2 separate regions of the Rattus norvegicus genome follow, and region 2 is linked to region 1. Evidence: chromatin contacts called from public Hi-C data. All regions are on one chromosome and are shown on one strand. Each heading gives the region's core, a stretch centred on a gene start, on an enhancer-like site or on the middle of the called end of the contact. The rest is flanking DNA. Distances are from core to core; before and after follow the strand shown. Region 1 holds the start of Plpp1 (phospholipid phosphatase 1). Region 2 overlaps Plpp1 (phospholipid phosphatase 1).

Region 1 (3,012 bases), core at 228-2,727:
AGATGTTTCTATAAAGCCTGTTCTTGGTTAGTGAACAGGCTTTCTCTCCCTGGGTAGCCTGCACTGAACTAAACATTTTCTCACCTCCACATCACAAGTGCCTGTGTTACAGAAAGGTTACCACATCCTAAGGAATGTTCTAAGACTGAACCATCTCATAGTGAAAATTTTAACAGTTTGTCAAGATTATAGGCACCTAAATGATCCGGCTGGAAGCAGGAGAGAGGAATAGTCTAGATTTGCTAGATTAAAGCCTGGGGAAATGTCCTATCTCTGAGAAGCCATTGTGCTGATTTGTATCTAGAATGCATAAGCCACTAGTCCAGCTGCCTTGAAAACTCGCCAGCACTACTTCATTTACTTAAACCAGAGTCCCACCACCCAAACCTCCAACGGCTTACAACTAGGTACTACTGCCTGACTCAATGGTTTACAAGTGACAGACAGGATACAGGGGAGAAGAAATGAAAGCCACCCCTTCCAATGCCTATCCCTTGACCAGATGACTCTAGTTTTGGGGGGGGGGGGGGGTTGGGAAGCTTTCTTTGTGTTTTTCCTGAAGGAAAAAAAAAACATCTGGAGACGAAAGATCCCCGGAACTGAAGTCTTCCATCAGGAAAATAACGTCAACTTTGCTGTAGCTAAAGAAGTTAAGGAAGCTAAAGCACGGCTCTTTGCACGGCTGTCATAGGAGACAGGCACACTAAGGCAAGGGCTGCGCTAGAAGCAAACAGCATGACTCCTACGGGATGGGGGAAATCAAGCTTCTTCAGACCTTGTCGGGCAGAAACCTGGCCATCTTCACCTCTCTTGCAACCTGACAATTTACAACCTGACGACGCCTTCTAATTAGGAACGTTCTAAATCTTTTATAGACGAAAACTTTCAAGTCCTTCTCACAGGTTATGATAAGCTGGGCACTGCTCGGGAAAAGTCAGAGTGTACCAAACCTCTAGCTTCGCTGCAGAACCTGATGAGTCAGTGACTAGGGTTCCAGGGTTCTCTGCACCGTGCAGAGGGAGGAGCCCACCCTGCCTGTTAGAGTGGGCCGGGAAACAGAGGGTAACAGCACAGGCGAGAACAGAGGCCAAGCAGCGCACCGACAGACAGGCAGGAAGAGCCCACGCTGGAGCCAGAGTGCTGGATGCAGAAGCGGGGGTCCCCCCACGCCCCCGGCTGCGCAAGCTGCTCCCCACAACTCTCTCCGCAGCTGCGGCGCACGCACGCGCGTGCACGCCGGGCACACCCACCCCACACCGGTGCGCGGCTCCGCGGCAGTCCCCCTCCGCCCGGAAGCCCCCCGGGCCGCGGCGCCTACGTACCCAGCAACACGCAAATCACATCGAGGACCACGTACGGCAGCCGCGTCTTGTCGAACATGGTCACGGGCTGGACGATGTCACTACCAGGTGCGGGCGGCGGTTGGAAGAGACCGCGGCGGTCCAGATACCCAATTCCCAGGAGCCCCGCCCTCGGGATGGCGGCAGCCCCAAGCGACCGTACGCCTCCTAGACTGAAAGCAGCAGCGACCTGGGCAGTTTGGACTCGGCCGCGCCGCCACCAAGAGCAACCGTGCCCCAGACCTTCCCTTCACGGTCCCCTCACAGGGCCCGGACTCCCGGCCAGTTGCCGCCGCTCTGTCGCCTCAGGCGCCTGCTCTCAGTGCTGGCTAGCCGCGGCCAAACGCCCTCCGCTGCCCTGTGCCCTCTCCAACAGGCGGGGCGAGCAGACTCCAGCTTTAAGGATGAGGACCCGTAGGGAGGAGGGGTGAGGAACACGGGCTCGGGCTCCTCCCGCCCCGGGCGCGCGGCTTGGGCCAGTGCGCGGCCTCGCCGGCTGAAGGAGCGCCGGGACGACAATGGGCGGAGCCGGGGAAACCCCAGGCCAGCGCAGACAGCCAATCAGCGCTATCGACCCCGCCCTCCGACTTGCGGAGCGCGCCCAGAATCTGGAAGCCGGTTGACGGGGCGGGGCAAATTGCAGGGATTGGGAGTCCTCTCTTTATTCCATTCAGCCCTTCAGTGCTAGGCGATGCTTCCTTTAAAGGAGAGCTGGACTCTGGTACACCATTCCACAGCTCCTGCTGCCCGCCATCCTTCTCCTCCCATGGGCTCTCCCTCCAAAGTGTTTAAATTAGTTACCTCTAAGTCCCTTTCTCTGAGAGACCTGCACCTTGATCTTCCTGGTAGTCCTAGCTGAGCTTCATTTTAGCAAGAATCCTTCTTGCTCTCTGATCATTCTTGATATTTTAATTCTTAATATCCGAACATATTTACCCTCCCGCCTTGGATGTATATTAAATCCACGGTCTGCCTTTAGCAAGAATACCCCTGCCATTAATGTCTTCTTAGTAATTTTCTGTTCACTGACTCGCTTCAGTCTCTTTGTTCCTCAGCTATGAATCTCCAGCTCAGTTTCCCCTAACTGCAAATCATGGCTCTTACTACAATAGAGTTCGTAGGGACTTCATTTGGGAGGAGTTTGGAGACTTGTCCAATGGTAGAGCTCTGGCCTTAGCATGCAGGGGCCTTAGTTTTGATCGTTAGCAAAGCATCAGCCATGCTCACATAGACAGTAGAGAGCTAATATGTCTTAATAAGTACATAATAAGCTTCAATAGTGGCAGGCCCCCTACCCGGTCCCAGGAGACCTCCAGAACACATTTAGTAATCTGTTTCCTAATTTGTAAAAAGAGGGTGTTGGTGATCCCTGCTGTCTTTTCTAATCAAGAGGAAGTGGTGAGACTCAGAGAAGATATGTGAAAATTGCTTTATAAAGAGTTAAACCACTACTACCGATGTTAACAATAGATGGTTTCCTCCTTGCTTGTAACTTTTTTTTTAGACAGAGACTCATTTAGCCCAGACAGGCCTCACATTCTGCTGTGTAGCAGAGAATAGCTTTAACTCTTACCTCTACCTCCCAAGGCATTACAGACGTGAGCCAACACCACCAGGGGTTTATCTTCTTATATGAAGATGTAAGATACAAATCACAAAACATGCCTTCTGC
Region 2 (3,012 bases), core at 233-2,732, 52 kb before region 1:
TGAAGTACTTACTGCGACAAACAGCATGCAGTACATAGAGAATGAGGAGTGCCCCGAGTAGAAGGACAACCTGGGAGAAAAGAAGAGCAGCGTCAGCTTTCCTCCCAGACAGAGCCTCCCCTCCCCTCCCCTCCCCTCCCTTTTTGGTGCTCCTGACCAACCCACCTGTGCAGATGGCAAAGCCACACCCCAGTTCTACCCTGTTTTGCCTTTGAAATCTCCTTGGCTCCAGAGAGCAAAAGCAGAAAGCGATGGAAAAGGAAATAATCACTTGTAAGATAAACTACAGGAAACCTCAAAAGCGACAGCACCGCTGGGAGCTGGGAGCGGCTCAGCAGTAAGAGCACTTGCTGGTCTCACAGGGCCCAGCTTCGGTTTCCAGCTCCCACAGGAAGGCTCAGAAATGTCTGTAAATCCAGTTCCAAGTCAGGTGACACCCTCTGCAGCCGGCATCTGTGGGCACCAGGCAGGAGCATGGTGCATATACATGCAGGCCAAACACCCACACACAAAATAGAAAAAGATTTCAAGTCACCGTAAATTTTTGTTTGTTTGTTTTTTCTTTTTTTTCTTTTTTTTTTTTTCGGAGCTGGGGACCGAACCCAGGGCCTTGCGCTTGCTAGGCAGGCGCTCTACCACTGAGCTAAATCCCCAACCCCAAGTCACCGTAAATGTAAAGATGTGAATCAATCTCAATGAAAATTCTGCCTAATGAGAAACACACAAACCTACGACAAGGAAAGCTTCAACAGGAGGGAGGGACCTCGGACTAGGGACATTCTATAAAGCTGCAGTGTGGTACTGCAGAGGACACAGATAGTGAAGGACACCACAACAGCAGACATTTCAACCAAAGTGCTAGTGACAATTTAAATTATAAGATGGAGCTGTCAATAAGGTGGGAAACACTGTAGTCTACGGAGAAAAAGAATACTTTCCTTACATTATACACAAACATAAATCCAAAGGCTGGAAGCGCTAAACTTAAGAATAAACGTATAAAGCACAGGCGGGAACAGATTCATTAAGATCCAAAACTACAGACTATGAAAGCAAAAGATAAACTGAGTTTCTTGGAAACTACAGAGGCTGGGAGATGGCTCCCTTGAAACAGTGCTGTCACTCAAGAGTGAGGACTGAGTCCCACTTCCCACACTGGGGGGCGGAGACGGAAGATACGGTGCAGAGTGACTGAAGAACACACCATACTGACCTCTGGCCTCTACGTGCACACACACGACGTCACATAGAGCAGAAAAGGCCTTCAAAGTTTCTATTTCTATACTTCAAGCAGTATCAGTAAAAAAGAAAAACCAAGCAACAGATTTAGAGAAAATATTTCAAAACATGTCATAAAAGGGGCATTTATTAGAATAAGAAACTCTTACAGCTTAGTAGAACATGGAGCTCATTGACTGCTTTCTCCACAAGAGTGCAGCAGAGATGTCCAGACGGCAGGACCGGAAGGACAAAGGCGCCGCAGACACCCAGCAGCACCACTTACGACAAAACGCAGACAGGAACCCAGAGACACAGGAAGCCTGAGGCATGGCTAAGGCAGGGAAACTACCAGGAGGACAGCGAGGGCCTGACTAAGGAGGTCTCAGTCCAGGAAGAATGCAGTCAGCAACCACGGCGGCACCTGGCGCCTTCCTTCCTACAACTGTAACAACACTTACAAGGCTGCATGCTCAGCATGTCTACTCCGAGTAAAATGCAAGTCTCTTACATGTGCTTACACACGTGTTTACAGTGTAAACACACGTGTTTACAGCAGCCTTCATCTTATTTTTTGAGACAGGGTCTCACTGTGAAGCCCTGCCTGGCCTGGAACTCACTCTGTAGGCCAGCAGGCTTCACCTCACAGAGATCCACCTGCCTCTGCCTCTCTGCCTCTCTCTCTGCCTCTCTCTCTGCCTCTCTCTCTGCCTCTGCCTCCCATGAGCTTGGATTAAAGGGTGAGCCACTATGCCCAGTTGAAGCTTCATTTCTTATGGTCCCACATTAGAAACAACCTAACTATAAATCAACGTTCAGATGGCTGGATTAACCATCTGTAACAATCATGAAACATGGACAAACCATGAAACCGACACGTTAGCGAGAGAAGACAGATACATCAGCGCTCTCACTGAATGATCTCACACACAATGTCCTAGAAAACATGGAACAGAAAGGACTGTAAGGACAGAGAGCTGATAGACTGACAGGCTCATAGGCAGACTTAATGCAGTGAAAATATTCAAAACCGTGATCAAGGATTGAACAGGTTTGTGCATTATGGATCAATAAAGCTATTGTGCACAGACTGTTCCCTTACAATTTTATTTTATTTCAGTACAGCATCAAAGCAACACTGGGTGACTGGAAGCATTTGCCCACTGAGCCACGTCTCAGCCCTTGAACTAGCATCTTTAAAAAAGCTTACTAACCCTGAAGTGGGCCAGATTCATCTTAGATTCTCATACGTCATAATTAAACGTTTCAATAAAATGCTCCTAAATGGACACAGAAGCCTCATGACTAAAACAGTAGACTAAGGAACGAGAATCGAGGTTATGGGTTCATGAGTTCGTTCATTCCTGTTTTTACTAGTTTCTTTCTCCTTTCAAAGTGGTAGCCAGCGCCTCTCCAGTCACTAAAACCTTCTAGCCTAGGGCACTACTCAAGCACTACAGGTAACACACTCACCTGCCTTCCCTGACCTTCTGTTCATTCCCTTGACATACGAAGTTCTCAATGTAGCCATCGCTGCAGTTGATTTTTGACCAGTCTGGGTTACAGACAGCCAGGAAGTGAGGCCGCAGTCTGCCTATAGAGTACTTAGCAATGTCAGTCAGGGACTGACTGGCTGAGGCTCCAAACAAAAAGGCTCCAACGGCTTTGTAAATGGTGGCTATATAGTGATTGCTGACAAAGGAATTTGAATGCAAGACATTAAAGTAAACAGACAGAGTTTCTCCAGTAATCATCTGAAAGAGAGAGAAAGCAGGCTGTTACAACAACAGGCAG

Evidence for each region. A called contact is a pair of places that touch in the nucleus more often than the background predicts.
Region 2: a contact with region 1 is called in a Hi-C map of Schwann cells, with 4 times the contacts expected there. The contact joins the enhancer-like site here to the promoter of Plpp1 in region 1. A contact is called at or near these places in 3 of 12 Hi-C or Micro-C datasets (Schwann cells, kidney and liver).

What each region holds. Positions count from the first base shown.
Region 1 is chr2:46,171,042-46,174,053 of GRCr8, reverse strand. It overlaps Plpp1 (phospholipid phosphatase 1), which reads right to left and starts at 1,477. Exons shown (of 6, transcript NM_022538.2): 1 at 1,323-1,477. The coding sequence starts at 1,380.
Region 2 is chr2:46,223,336-46,226,347 of GRCr8, reverse strand. It overlaps Plpp1 (phospholipid phosphatase 1), which reads right to left. Exons shown (of 6, transcript NM_022538.2): 3 at 2,692-2,972; 4 at 13-70. Among named protein-coding and RNA genes, the nearest start is that of Plpp1, 52 kb to the right of the region's middle. Within about 2 kb of position 1,482, at least 14 of the 93 cell types and tissues checked have an H3K27ac peak or open chromatin away from gene starts, as enhancers often do. A contact at or near this core is called in Schwann cells and liver, where this site is marked.